2 separate regions of the Mus musculus genome follow, and region 2 is linked to region 1. The links are chromatin contacts, called in public promoter capture Hi-C maps. All regions are on one chromosome and are shown on one strand. Each heading gives the region's core, a stretch centred on a gene start, on an enhancer-like site or on the middle of the called end of the contact. The rest is flanking DNA. Distances are from core to core; before and after follow the strand shown.

Region 1 (7,519 bases), core at 2,818-5,317:
GTTCATACTTATATCCAACTCACATGCCATTCTGCACCCTTCCAAAACATAACACTAAATTGAACAAAGCAACAATTCAAAATACTATAGTAAGAAAACTACCAAAGTTCCAAAACTATCAATATTATACAATAAATCCAAACCAATGGCTACCATATGGATCCAAATTTTAGTTCTGCATACTACCAATACAGAAATAAATGTCATTATGTTGTAATTAAGGAAAATACTATACCTTCCCTAAAGAAAAACTTAAAATATTCAATGTCACTCATTTCATACACTTACTACTAGACTTACTACTAGACTACTAAAATTTATCTCAGGCATACACAAAAACACACACTGTACCAACTTTGAGTTCAACTCTACCAACAGACACTTTAAAAAAAACTATCCTGCACACTTACATTATGAAAGCCTTACTAATAATATAGAAAAGTAAATATATAGACTTACTAGTTTTGAATATTGGAATTGCCAATATCTATTATTTAAAAAAAAAACCAACTCAGCTTCATATTGTCTAGGAAAACTTACTAGTAGCACTTTCACAGACAACCAAACAATATTTACCAAGTATCTTTTTAAAGTTGAAAAATAAATCATTGTAACTACTATTAGTTTACAAATAAAAATTGATCTTCAAGTTTGAAAAGCTGTCTTTAACAAACAGGTGGGGAGGGTCTACAGATTAAATGCTTAATCCAAAAGTTAATCAGTAAAATAATGGAACTACACTGTATGTAGCACACTACATATGGAAATTATTGAGCTTTGTTATTAAAATCTTTGCAGTACAAAATATAAAGCATACAAACACTAGATCCAAACAAACGAAAAGAAACCTGTAAGTTTGATTTCAACAAGTCAATATTCACAACCTTCAAAGAAAACTAAAAACGGCTCCTTGAAACCTGTCCACATCCAAATTCTAAGACTCCTAGGGAAACTGACTTGGCTGATTTCAACTTGTCTGTCTTTAAACTTTTTCAAATCCAAAAAGAGCGATATACCCCGAGGATAAGAATTCGGCTACAAATACATAAATTCTGAGAGAGTCAAGGAAAAAAGCACATACCAATTTAAAGTTGCCTCTCACAACACATCCTGACTTAATAATCACCTTTTCTGTTTGTCTTAACTAAAATCTTCTTCATTAAGCAGTTTCACAGGCACGAAGTGATTCAATTCCAATCCAACGGACCATAAGTTTGTTCTAATTTGTCAAATAAAAGCTAATGTTTAAACTTTCATGTCCTTGCCATAGCAGGGTAAGGTATCATTCGCCCACAATCAGGACCGTCTAAGAGAACATCTCAGAGACTCAAAGTATACACTATTTCCTTACAATCTCCAGAAAGTCTACTGACACATCAGCCTGCTCCAAAGTCAAAGCACAAATTATCCTGTCCTAGTTTTGGATGCCATTGCACAAATATCGAACAACACAATAACCCTGTTGTTTAGTGATGCCACTGCTGTCAGGCCTCTATTGAACTGCTACGAAAAGGGAGGGGATCCTTGAAATTTCATTTAATGATAAACATAAGTTAATCAACGTTGCTAATTTTACCAAGCCATCCTTCCATTTAGATCACCTTAAATAAATGATCTTATGTGTGCATCTTTTAATCATGATGCAGAGGACATCAGTAGGCTGGACTTAAGAGCTGATTTTAACGAACATAGCCATTTTCCAGACCTGGCAAGAGAGACAAGTTTTACTATGTGCCTCCAACGTTCTTACTACCCAGTATCAAGAACCATTAAAATCCTAAATAAGAATTTTCCTTGCAGAAAATCTACCTCAGTCCACAAATATCCTCTGATAAGATCTGCCTTTTATGATGTAGATGTTTAAAATAAAAAGGCGTCATGACCACATAGGGCCATAGTTCCGGGTCAGGAACCGTTAAGTGAAGACGATTCCACAGGACACACGCTTCCCCCGTTATCCATCATCATCGATGGGGAAATCCTCCGGAGACTGCGATTCGACTTAGTCCACGCTCCGAGCCAACGATCAGAGTTTCCTTCTTTTAGCGCCAGGCCAACATCCTAGGTCGGATCTGATACTGCCCCCAGACTCGGTGCCCGACGGCTTTCAGATTAACCAGGACCGCCCAACCCGCGTTCCTTTGCGCTCCGCGGTCCTGAGGGCAAACGCACCACCCCAGCTCGCCCGAGGGGACTGGCTCCCAACCTCACCGCGCCGCTCTGCGCACCTCCAGCCCGAGAAAACCGGCCTTTCCCGCGCCGCTACCAACGTGGACATGGCAAAGAAAAGAAATACCTAGGCGCTGCTCCGAGATTTTCGCTGTCAAGATCCCAGGAAGCTCACTCGCCGCCACACGGAGGCTGACAGGAGGAAGTCGGGGGTCAGCGAGCGCCGCCCTAACCGCACCAGCCGCGCTCGCCCCCCGCCCAGCACGCCCGTGCTTCCGGCTCTCACCCCCTCCCTTGCCCCATGCCCGGCATCCTGAGAAGTGCTTCGCACCGGGCAGTCACCACACACCACACAAACGGAGAAGGGACGCTCCTCGACGCCGCAGTCTCCGCACGGCCTACCAGGCCCAACACGGCCGGAAGAAAATGGAGACCACACTCCCCTCCGGTCCGGACAAACCGATGCACCGTCTCTCTGCTCATGCGCAATCCAGGCCCAACCAGCCACCCCTTGGCGCTCTGAACGCGCGTGCGCAGACGTACTGCTTCGGTTACAGTGATTGGCGGGTGTGAGTGAGGAAGGCTGTTCTCTGCAGTGTAGTATGGTTTTGTGCATGCTCTATTTCTAGGCAATCTGTGAGCCCCTGACCCACCCCTGAAAACTTCCACTGGGGGGCGGGGATGTGAGGCAATTGTAAAATATACAAATCAAAAAGGTTTCTTTTTTTTCTTTTCATCATAATGAACCGCTTTGGAAGTGGAAAGCTGCAGAGTTTTCCATCCTCTCCTGTGATTTCTGTTAAACCTGAGAAAAACAGGGCAGTTGCATAGGCAGATAAAAGCAAGCTGTATTTACAACAGGCCTTCGGGCTGCCTTACCTAAAGTATGTATTACAGAAAGCATCCCTTCAACCTTTTATTACTGTGCTGTTAGGTGTATGTGACAATTCCCAACAATCACACTATGTGGCAGTTCTCCAGTCGGGGGTTTATTGGGATGGGAAATAGAGTTATCCTCTGGGAGAGGGAGGAGAACCAGGGACAGGGGAGAAAGGGAGAATGAGGCTTTTATTAGGCATTGTTGCGCTAACAGTCTGCAAGGCTGTGCACTTTAATAGGCAATATTCATGTATATCCAAATTTGGTTCTCAAACCAAGTGAGATGAGGTGTATATGTAGGGTGCTTTATGCACAATACAGAGAAAGTATGAAATCAAGATTCAGTAGGCAAGGTTTCTCCTAGACTTTTGTCATAAAGGTATTATATATAAAATCAATGAGGGTTTCTGTTTGTATTGCTTTGCTAAAACTCAAACTCAGGACTTGAAACAATCCCTACCCTTAGTGTTTTTTAAATAATGTAAAAACAAAGCCGGGCATGGTGGTGCACGCCTTTAATCCCAGCACTGTAGAGGCAGAGGCAGGCGGGATTTCTGAGTTCGTGGCTAGCCTGGCCTACAAAGTGAGTTCCAGGACAGCCAGGACTATACAGAGAAACCCTGTCTCGAAAATCAGAACAAAACAAACAAAAAAAGTAAAAACATAGGGCACCTCCTTTGTTGTCAAAATTAATCCCCTGGGTAAACTGTCATGTAGGTGTGATTGCCACTTTCATGAAACACTTTTAAGTGCTAAAACCATATATTTTCCATTGCTGTAGTAGTATTTCCTGACACGGTAAATTGACTGCGTCCCAGAGTTTTAAATACATTTTAAATAACCGCCCCTAATTTATTTAGCATATGTCTGATCCATTGTTTCCCGCGTGCGTGGTAACCTAGCAACCAGGCGTCGCAAGGTTGAGTTTTTTTTTTTTTTTTTTTTTTTTTTTCTGAACCCTGTTGTCCAATCAGCTCAGCGGACTCACCGAGGAGGCTGCTGGGGAGCTGGAGACTGCGGACCCAGGATATGGGTACCATGGTGACGCGTACAAGGCCTGTGGCGGCCATGGCGGTCAGATCTCGTTCTTCATCCCGGACTGGCACCGCCTACCTTCTCTTAGTTCTCTGCGAAGTCTCATGGGCACAAATCTTCTCCTTCCCTTTCCGGCGGCCTGAGACCTGCGACTTCAACCAGTACTTTGACATCTCGGCGCTCTCCTGTGCCCCCTGTGGCGCCAACCAGCGGCGGGATGCACTAGGTGAGGCGGTTTGGGGGTGGATGGACTCTGACCAAAATAAAGCACTCCTGACAGCCAGCACTCCAGACATTTTATTTGGAGAATGTTTCAGAAAATGCACAGCTATCAAACCTAAGAAAGGGTTTCCTGGGAGGATACGGCTGACACAATGAGATCAGTCACCCAGGCGCCACCACCCTACCCTCCTCCAGGAACTCATTCCCCGGAGTCAGTCTCTGGCAGGGAATCCTTAGGATGGCACCTGAAAGCCGCCTAAGAAAAGTAGAATAGAAATAGAAAAGAAATAACCTGAGGCGTCTAGTGAGGTACCCTGACAGGAAAGCAAGGGAAGAAATGTGAATTAGTAAACTCTTGTGACCATTAATTCTACTTCCAAATTCAAGATATTTAAAGCTGTTTGCAACTGTGACTATAATCAGATTTTGTAAGCAAAGGAAACTGAAACCGAGATGTTGTGACATCTGTGTGACATATACTGGAAACTAAGAGAACTCTTGTCTCTTCCTCACTTTCTTTTTTGTTTTTTGTTTTGTTTTGTTTTTCGACACAGGGTTTCTCTGTGTAGCCCTGGCTGTCCTGGAACTCTCACTTTGTAGGCCAGGCTGGCCTCGAACTCAGAAATCCGCCTGCCTCTGCCTCCTGAGTGCTGGGATTAAAGGCGTGGGCCAGGACACCTGGCTTCCCTCACTTTCTACCTCTGCATTCCCAGCGCGTGGCTTTGCATCTGTGGTTACATATTCCCTTAGGACCTGTCCCTTTTATTGTTGATGACTTCTGTTTGCTCACATTGTCCTTTTAGACTTAATTGCATCGATTGGTCTAGTTCTCCCTTAACTACTCAGAATGAGTCTTTTCCTATTTACTGAAGTCTAAAATGCTGTGAATCTCAGACTGGTTAACTCTCCTGCTTTAGGCCTGGTAGAGTCTCACTTAAGGCAGTGCGGATCACTGTGTCAGAAGATGGAGTGTGAAGAGCAAACGTGTTCTGCATTGTATTGCTTTCATGACAATGAATGAAGACGTGTGTGTTGTACATAGACTCCTACAGGTGCTGGCTCTACTTAGTCCTTAGAGAATTCTTTCTTTAACTAGCTGAGTCTACTTGTAATTACAAACAACATTTATTTTCTTTCTAGAGAAAGAGTATTTGAATGAAAGCAATTTTCCAATAAGATATTGACAAAATTAAAACTCACTAAACACACATACATATGGTTTAGTGATGCAGAAATGTAATTCCTAGAGCAAGTAAGTAGTTTTCATAGTTCAATAATAATTGCAGTTTAAAAAGTAGCAACATGATGCCAGACATATTTCTAAACTTTGACCCTATTAGGTAGGTCCTGTTTTTTTCTCCATTTTACTAAACAAGAAGCCGAAGTATAGAATTCATTAACCCACTCAGTGTTTGCATGTATACGCACAGACCCATAGACACATATACATGCACAGACAGACAGACAGAGAGACAGACAGACAAAGACACCTGTTGTCTCTCATATAATGCCCAGTCTGGCCTCGCACTGTCTGTGAGCAGGGATACCCTTGAAGTACTGCCTGAACTTCCTGCCTCTTCCTCCTAAATACTGAGGTTACAGGTATACACCACCACTCCAAGCTTCAAAATCCTAAGAACTGTTAAGTTTGTGTCTTGGAGTTTTGTTTGCTAAGGACAATATCAGCTTTGTTTTTTTTTTTTTCTTTTTCTTTTCAGGAACTTCCTGTGTATGTCTACCAGGATATCATATGATCTCTAATAATGGAGGACCTTCTATTATTTGTAAAAAGTGTCCAGAAAACATGGTATGAATAATTTATTTTAAAATAACTTTTGAGAAAAAGTCATAAATGTCTATCTCTCAGACTTCAGTATAATTTCCCATTTGTTCACATACTTTAAACTTTTTTTGTTTTGGGTTTTTTGTTGTTGTTTTTTTGTTTTGCTTTTTTTGTTTTGTTTTTTTTTTTGTTTTTTTGTTTTTTTGTTTTTTTTTGGTTTTTTGAGACAGGGTTTCTCTGTGTAGCCTTGGCTGTACTGGAACTCACTCTGTAGACCAGGCTGGCCTAGAACTCAGAAATCCGCCTGCCTCTGCCTCCCAAGTGCTGGGATTAAAGGCGTGCGCCACCACGCCCCGCTACTTTAAACTTATTAAGGTAATTTTATTAGTATACATTTTGAGAGATCAGTAAAGCAAAGAAGAAAACTTTGGGGAAAAAAGACAAATTCATTTTGTTCTGAAAGTGGTTGAGTCAGATATCCCAAGTACAAAGCTGTGAAAAAAAATCTTTCTGTTTGCCTCACAGAATAACTAGGGTATAAAGAGAAGCTGAGTATTCCCTATGTAGAGCCATTCGGGGTAAAATGTCTTTGCTGTAGATGGCATTCGCTGTCTTAGATGTACTGTGCTGATCGTCTTAAATGATGCTTGATCCTCCTAATGCTACATGAGGTTCAGCAATCCTCATGCTACATTAGGTACAGCAAGTCGATGCATTGCCGGTTGCATCAATAGAAATGGAATCATTCGAAGTTTGCTTAGTTTCCTCATTACATAATGGTTCAGGGAAATTCGACTAGTGGGCAAATTTTATGGGCTAATTACCAATTAGTAGAAATATGTTTTCTAATCATTTAAGCTAATTAGGAGTGTATAACAGTTCTATTGAAGTGTTGTTTCTTATTCTATTAGAAAATTAAATCTAAGAATCTATTATCATTAGGGGTCATCCTTTGAACTATTCATCCTGTAGATCTGATTGTTATATTTATATTTAGTTCATGTTTTGGAAGTACTAGTTGTAGCTAAGTGATTGGTAATGAAGGGCTATGGGTAGAATATTGTTCCAGGGATAAGTTTACTTAAAGTCTAAAAGTTTATTAAAGCTATTGTAGGTTTTTAGTGTTATGGAAGCATGCCAAATATAAAATCATTAATAAGTCCAGTCTCTTCAACAAAATCTAATTTGTGTCAGTTTTAGCATTAGTCTCTACTGACTTCAGTTATAACTATAAGCATGTGAGTGGCCAGGCCCCTCCCCTGAGGACGTCAAATCGCCAGGTCCTATCCACAGAACACACTAACTGCTCTAACAACTGGACCCAACCCCACCCTAAAGAGAAAAAAAGCCCAAGCTCGGTACTTGAAATCCCATCAATCCCAACCCTGGAAATTTTCACCCTGGAAAGTTCTGCTGCCAAGAAATGTTATC
Region 2 (7,519 bases), core at 1,683-4,182, 3.2 Mb before region 1:
GGATGTGAATCAACAGACCATATCCAGTGGCTTCCTGACCTATCCTGCCTGTTTGTGTTTGAGAACTGTATAGAAACACACACTGCATCAGCTGATTACATGTTGCAACTGCAGTTCTGCCTCGGCAGGTGACTCTAAAAGTTCCAAGATAAATAAATGAGGCTTTGTTTTCTTCTATCTAAAATGGTAACAATATCCTCCTGTAATAGAATTTTTTATTTTTTTCTCCTGATCCAGTAATGCCAAAATGAAAGGCTCCTGACCCCTGTTAAACTCAACTACAAACTGAGTAACCTCAAACTATTTGCAGTAGTATAGTACTTCTTATGAATTTAATATATACGAGACATTAGGAAAGGAAAAAGTTGTAATCAGTATATATCTTCCTCAATATCCATGACTTTACTAGCTAATAAATATTCCATGAAGAAACAGAGAGGGCCACAGGCTGAGGCTCTGTCTAAGCCATAGGTCAAAGTCTGGCTCTACCACTTATTTACTTCCGAGACGACCATAGGTGATTACAACATAAAGAGCAAACAGTAGATAAACACTGAAATGCAAGTCAGACTCTTACATATATATCACATGTAATCCCAGTAGCCTAACAGGCCAGGCCCAATACTTTCCTCACTTTGCAAACAAATTAAGGTGCAGAAAGAACAAGACACCTTAGCCAAGGTCAGCAGACGCCTAAGACAGGACAGCAGACTACCAGCATAGTCTTCTCATCTGTTGTAGGCAACAACTATTGGAAGTCATGTGTACCAGCTGAAGAATGGAAGATACCTGGAGAGAGCCTAGAATAGCAGTTGTCACATACTATGTAGACAAGAAAAGATGCAGGTTGTGCCAGAGACAGATCACACCACCAGAATTAAAACTATACATGCTCCTAATCCTCCATCATATTTCCAAGCCTTGGTACAGCTGATCTATTATAAGGCTGATCAAAGTTTATGTTCATATTTCACAACATGAAACAATAAAAGCTGAGAAAGGCTGAGGCCAAACTTACTGCTATCTCTCAATACATGCAGTTTCCTTTCAGTTGACGGGTGCATACCTGGGAATCTCAGGTATGAACTCTAATGTGCAATCACTGAATGTGGGAAACCCATTCAGTCTTTTTTCTGGAAAGTCAAAGCTGGGCATGGGGATTCATGTTTGTAATACAGCACTAAGGGAGGTTGAGGCAGGAGAATCACTGCCAGTCTAGGGTCAGCCTGAGCTACTCAGTGAGTTCTAGGATAGCCTGGGCTAGAAAACAAAACATAGTCGGATTAGGTTTCATAATTTGTCCTAAGGCCATAAAGTTCCCATCAAGTGGTTGCCACCTCACCAGCAATGATTTATACCTTTAACTCAGGTGCATCCTCGCTATAGAAGCCTACACAGAATAAACTAAACCTCTGACCATAAGTGCAAGAGTCTTTAGATAATGTGTGTAAGAAGAGCCGGTGCTCATTTTGTTTTTATGAACCACCCAGGTGACTTCAAATAGAGTTCTAAACAAAGATAAACAGGATTCTCAGCTTTTCCAAGACAGCAAACTACTTTTAAGAAGCTTACTACAAATTTAGGAAACTCCAAGAACTTGGGGTCTACTGCTGTCTCCTCCTCCACTGTTAAAAACAAAAGCGATCCATGCTCCAATATAACCAGAAACCTGAATCTGAACCCTGCTGCATTTATGCAGGGCAGAGAGAAAGCTGGGGAAGTCAAGTCACAAAGCTTTATGGCTCAAGAGCTACCAAAGTACTTTTTTTTTATCAAACTCATACACAAACACACGCACGGGGGGGGGGGGGGGGGATAGTTCTTTATCAGGTCTTCCAAGGGGCTGTGTTATATGAATTTGTAGTGTAATTTTTTTCAGGGTGCCATAAAAATGTCAATGACTCTTCTGTCATACAGAGCGCCTCCTAGGGTGGTCACAAGGCCTCTAAAAGACAAATTTGGAGAGAGCACGAGAAGGAGGGGCCAGGGGGACCCCACTTACCGAAAACACTGCATTCTGAAGCCCAAAAGGTATGGGAGTCAGCCGGGCCAGCGCCACCACCTTCAGGCCGCTTCCTCCCTCCACGACGCGGATAACGGCGCTCAGCTTGTCGCTGTTCTGGATCCTGGCAGCCACCCAGGCGGTGAGTAGCCGCTTGCAGACCACATGAGCGATAAAGGTGCCAATGAGGACGCCCACCACCATGAGCCCCATGCCTAGCACGAAGCCGTACAGGTAGCCGGCCGCCACATTAAGCACGATGTAGCCCCAACCGCAGGGGAAGGAGACCACGATGAAGCCCACGACGAAGAGCAGGACACCGAGCAGCGAGTCGAGGCTCTCCACCCAGAGCAGGAGGTGCTGCAGGTAGCGGCGGACCAGGGCCAGGGAAGCGAAGCACAGGGCGGCCAGCACGCACACCAGCACGAGGCTCCGGCACCAACAGGTGCTGCCGAGGCAGCAGCAGCGCCAGTTTCTCACCTCGGCCACCCCGACCACCACGCCGCCGCCGCTCCCGGGGCCGCCTGCCAACGCCCCGGCCGGCGCCGGCAAGTCCGAGGCCGCGGGCAGACCGTGGCGCTCCAGATAGGCGCCGAGCAGGGCGCCCGAGGCCGCCGCCGCAGCAGCAGCCGCCGCCGCGCTGGCCCCGCCCCCGCGGGGAAGGCGGTCCTCCGAGCGGTCCCCTCCCGCTGTCCGCTCCGGTGCCCAGCGGCCCGGCTGCTCCACGACTCCCGTCCGACCGGCGTGCTGCAAGGCCCGGGGCAGCGTGTGGGGCAGGCTCCCACCGGGGTTCCGCATGCCTCGGCCTCAGCCGGCCAGTGTCTCCACTCCCGCCGCGTCCCCCCGCCTGCGGCCTTCCATGGCACCCCGCACGCCAGGCCTCGGCTCCCTGCGTCCTCTCGCGGGGAGGGAACGGCCGGAGAAGGGCGGCAGCGGCGGTCGAGACGCGGTCCCGCCGGGAGTCGGTCGAGTCTGGACCCCGCGCCCGCAGAGCCCGCCCCCTTGGGCCCGAGGGGCGGGGCACGCGCAGAGGGGGCGGAGACATAGCTGGGTGGTCGGTCACGCCCCCGTGACGCCCGGCTGGTGCTGCGGATGAGTGGCGAGGTACCCGCGTCTCTCAGGCAACGGAGGCCTCGGCTGCCCGGGGCAGAAGAGTGAGGCGGAGGGAGGCCACGGGAAGCGGAAAGGGGACCCGGGGCTGCGCGCTCTCAGCTTCCACGGGCGCGCGCGTGCCTGCGTGTCAAAGACCCTTGGCCGCAGCTGCTGGGACTCTTGCCAAGTGCCTCTCTTTGGCTTCTGATTGACCTTTCCTGCAAACCAGCAGTGGGGTGTCGCTCTCCCCCAAAAGCTGTCTGGCGACTTTAGGGGAGGAGTTCTTATCTGTTCGTAGGAGGATAATTGTACCATCCCAGAGAGCAAAGTCTCCCAGTGGCTTCTAGATAACTCGGTTGTTTAGGAGCCCAGGGAATTGGTTGTGAAGAGCCACTCTTCAGAGAATGTGCCTTCTAGACCCTAGTCCTTTCCTGAATGCCAAGCACTGTGCTGCGTAGAGTGGAAAAGATTCCTCAAAAGACCTTTATAAAAAGGGTTGCTGTTACCAGCCCTTTCACGAGCTATGTATAGACTTATGACTGACCCAGTGCTAGGAGAGCAAGGTAAGGAATCAAAGATGTTAGCTAGAGTTCTTATCTGAGATAGTAGATAGAAGAAAGCCATTGACTTAAGGAAAATATTACAACTATGTACAAATGAAGTTGATGCATCAGAGTTGAGATGTCCATGATATCCACCCAAAAGTGGCATTCCAGTGGATGTTTGAAAATAGGAATATGGCGTTGACATGAATTATCACTCCTAGAAATTTTGACATTGATACACAGGCAACCGTTAAGACCATGGTTATGGATGACTGAATAGTAGTAGGTGTACTAAATATTCCCTGTATTCTCTACTCGGTCATAGTAGGCTGACTTCTATGTCCAGGCCTCGTGTTTGGGTCAGTCTCCACGATATATTCTGCCAAGTGACTTGTGACTAGCTTTTAGATGCTTTAGGAACCTTCCAAAATCCTTTCTCTCTTTGCCATTGTCAATTATTGGTGTTCCACAGAGTGAAGAGTAAGAATCCCAGTTACTTCTTGATGGAAGTATATAAATGAGTGAGAAGAAAAACCACGGACATGTGAGAGTTATATTATCAGGGCACTGTGATATCATCACTTCTGACTGGTGTGAATGAGAATAAGTCTGAGAAATTAAACCTTGAGGCATCAATATGCTACTTGGACCTTGTGAAGAGAATCCGAAAGACTGCCGAAATATTACTTAATATTTTATGATGATGATCATCATCATCATCTAGGCACTCCTATTTCCGTTTCTGCTCTGTCATTTACTCCCATACCGTACAGAAGCCTTGTGTTCGCTTCCAGTTCACATTGCAGACTAAAATCCAGATGCGGAGCCCTTAGCTCTGAGCCAGCTCTTGGGCTGCCAGCGCTCTGCACAGGCCAGTCTTGGATCAGTTCACCCATATTTATGCAGCACATGCCTATCCAAGATAACCATCTGTGTCCACTGGGCACAGTGCTCTGGCCACTGCAGTGTAAACTGTAACTGGACGTTTCCACTCTTGTGCCACTAGAATTTATTTCTTGTAGAATTATGAAGATTACATTTTACAATGGGAAAGGAGGCTTGCCTTGCTGCATTACACAGCATGATCAGCCTAAAACCCTTATGGGAAAATATTAACTCTCTCCCCTGGCCTACAAAGGTGTTTATGACCTCACCTGGCTGCCATCCCTACCTCACTGCCCTTGCCCTTCCCACACTAGCACACTGGCCTCCTAGCTCTCTCTTGCATTCGCAAGTCTCCTACTTGAGGTTGTTCACACTCTACCTCTGCTGACCTCTCTCTGGTGAATAGTCTTCCCTTGTCTCTTAGAAAGTCTAGTTTCCCTTTCCTTACTCATATTAAGCTCTGCAGGCCTCTGTTCAAAGATGACAGCCCTGATGACTCTCATCTGAAGGACCAGTCTGCCTGCCAAAGAGCTGTGGTACTTTTCTCCTAGCACAAGCCCTGCCTGAGATTTCCCTGTGTATTTTATCCTTCACTGTCTGTCTTCCCCAACTAAAGACACTGTGGAAGTTGCCATTTTTATTGTCTGGTGAGGCCGGATAACCTAGCTTCCTAGAATACCTGACAGACTTTGAATTTTAGGTTAACCTCCCAAGTCATGTGTTCATTATGGAGTTTTAATACATAATTTGTTCTTATTGCCCCACTCTCCTATTGTCTTCCTCTCCCCCTGACCCACTCTTAATAGTCTCCTTCCCGCTTAATTCCCTTCTTCATTCATGTAACAATTTGTATATTCTGTAACCATCTCTTTCACTCTTCCCTGCTTCCTTCAGACCTCTGACTTTGTAGTTCAACACACACACACACACACACACACACACACACACACACACACACATACATGGTTTCACATATGTGAGAGTAAGTCTTTGAGTCTGGTTTAGTTTACTTAAAAGATGTGTTACAGCAGGGCAGTGGTGCCGCACGCCTTTAATCCCAGCACTTGGGAGGCAGAGGCAGGCAGATCTCTGAGTTCAAGGCCAGCCTGGTCTACAGAGTGAGTTCCAAGACAGCCAGGGTTACACAGAGAAACCCTGTCTCGAAAAACCAAAAAAAAAAAAAAAAAAAGATGTGTTACATCTTTATTTCTACAACGTCATAAGTTCATTGGAGCTGAAGAAAAATTGCTTATGTTTATGTATCACATATGTAACACATTTTCTGGATCTATTCTTTTCCTTAGTATGTTTATAGGAAGGTTCCATTTCTTAGCAGCCATAAACGTGAATATGCAAGTACCTCCATAGTACATTACAGTGTCCTTTGGGTATATTCATCCAGGAATGGTATAGTGGAATAGGTTTTTTTGTTTATTTATAATATAAAGTTTTTGGTTTGCTTGTGTTTCAGGAAATATTAAAAAATGAACCTGTCAATTCTCTGAGCTCCTGCTTCTCTCAACCCGCCAACTCCCCAGAGGGGCCAACAGGCTTCTGGAGCTCCTGCCACCATCAACTCTCTCCAGCCGCACCCCCCACCCCCAGCATCTGGCTCACTTGTCCCTGGAGCCTCTAGTTCCCTCTCTGCCATCAGAAGTCCCACATACCAGTAACCAAGTAAAGCAAAACTCTTGAACCTTATAATTAACCAATCAGATTTATGTATCAATAAATTCTCAATTTACAAGAAGCCAATACAATAATTTCAGAACCAATTGATAATGATAAAAGCTATATCCTAATTATTCTAACCTTATGATATCATAACTACCTGTGGCTGGTTAAAGCCACCATGGTGCACGTCTGCCTCCATCTTTCTCTTTCTCCCCTGGGATGCTCTCTGGCTCTTCAACTCTTAGCTCGGCCTTCCTTTTCCCTGTCCAATCACAGGCCTCCTGCTGCCCTAATGTAATTGGACAGGAAAAATTCTGGGACATGCTTGGTTGCTTTTTGTTTATTTCTTTTTAAGAAACCTTCATCCTGATCTCCACACTGGCTGGCAGCACTGTGGTAGCTTACCCCCCAGCAGTGAATAAGGGTTCCTCTATTCCCACAGCCTCATCCATATTTGTTTTTGGCTGGTATCCATTCTGACTGGAATGACATAAACTCTCAGCAGTTTTAATTTGCACTTCATGGATAGCAAAGGTATTTATTAGTAGCTTCTGCTTCTTTCTTAGAAAATTGTCCATTCAAATCGTCAACTAGTTTATTGATTAGAAGATTTGGGAGTATTTAATTTTTTCAGTTCTTTATATATTCCAGATATTAACCCTTGTGTGGCATACAGTTGGCAATGATATCGTTTTCTATTGTGTAGGATTGTTTTATTCATCAAAGTAACTTTCCTTTTCTGTGTAGAAAATTTTACATTGTGTACAACCCCATTTGTCCTTTCTTACAGTGTTTTCCTGTGCTGTTAGTCCTTTCTAGAAAGTTCTTGCCTGTACTTATGTATTCAGATGTTTTTCTCTAGCACTTTCAGAGCTTCTGATCTCATGTGGAGATCTTTGATCCATTTGAACTGATTTTTCTGCAAGTTAAGAAATATGGATCTAATTTCACAGTCAGCCTTCTTGGCAACATTTATTGAATAGGTTGTCATTTTTTCCAATGTATGTTCTTGGCACTTTATTAAAACTTAGATGGATATAACTCTCTCTCTCTCTCTCTCTCTGTCTCTCTGTCTCTCTCTCTCTCTCTCTCTCTCTCTCTATGTGTGTGTGTGTGTGTGTATGCGCGCACGCACGTGCTCGCGTGTACCAGGCCATGCAGTTTTACCCATGCAAAACCTAGATACTATAAAGAACTGAATTTCAAGGCAACAGTTGGATTTATTAAGACTAGAAAGGTTCAGCCAGGGGCGGTGGCACATGCATTTAACCCTATCATTCAGGAGGCAGAGGCAGGCAGAACTATGTTCAAGGCCAGCCTG

The links. Capture Hi-C pulls out chosen DNA fragments and counts their contacts.
Region 2: a contact with region 1 is called in a promoter capture Hi-C map of liver, with 3 times the contacts expected there. The contact joins the promoter of Tmem64 here to the promoter of Tmem67 in region 1. A contact is called at or near these places in 2 of 484 Hi-C or Micro-C datasets (B cells and CD4 T cells) and 1 of 9 other capture datasets (liver).

Annotation. Positions count from the first base shown.
Region 1 is chr4:12,084,505-12,092,023 of GRCm38.p6, reverse strand. Tmem67 (transmembrane protein 67) reads left to right here and starts at 4,067. Exons shown (of 28, transcript NM_177861.5): 1 at 4,067-4,309; 2 at 6,024-6,112. The coding sequence starts at 4,087. It overlaps Rbm12b2 (RNA binding motif protein 12 B2), which reads right to left and starts at 2,654. Exons shown (of 4, transcript NM_198957.2): 1 at 2,501-2,654; 2 at 2,297-2,361.
Region 2 is chr4:15,261,233-15,268,751 of GRCm38.p6, reverse strand. It overlaps Tmem64 (transmembrane protein 64), which reads right to left and starts at 2,932. Exons shown (of 3, transcript NM_181401.3): 1 at 2,003-2,932. The coding sequence starts at 2,800. Gm51436 (a long non-coding RNA gene) reads right to left here and starts at 1,995. Exons shown (of 2, transcript XR_003955370.1): 1 at 1-1,995.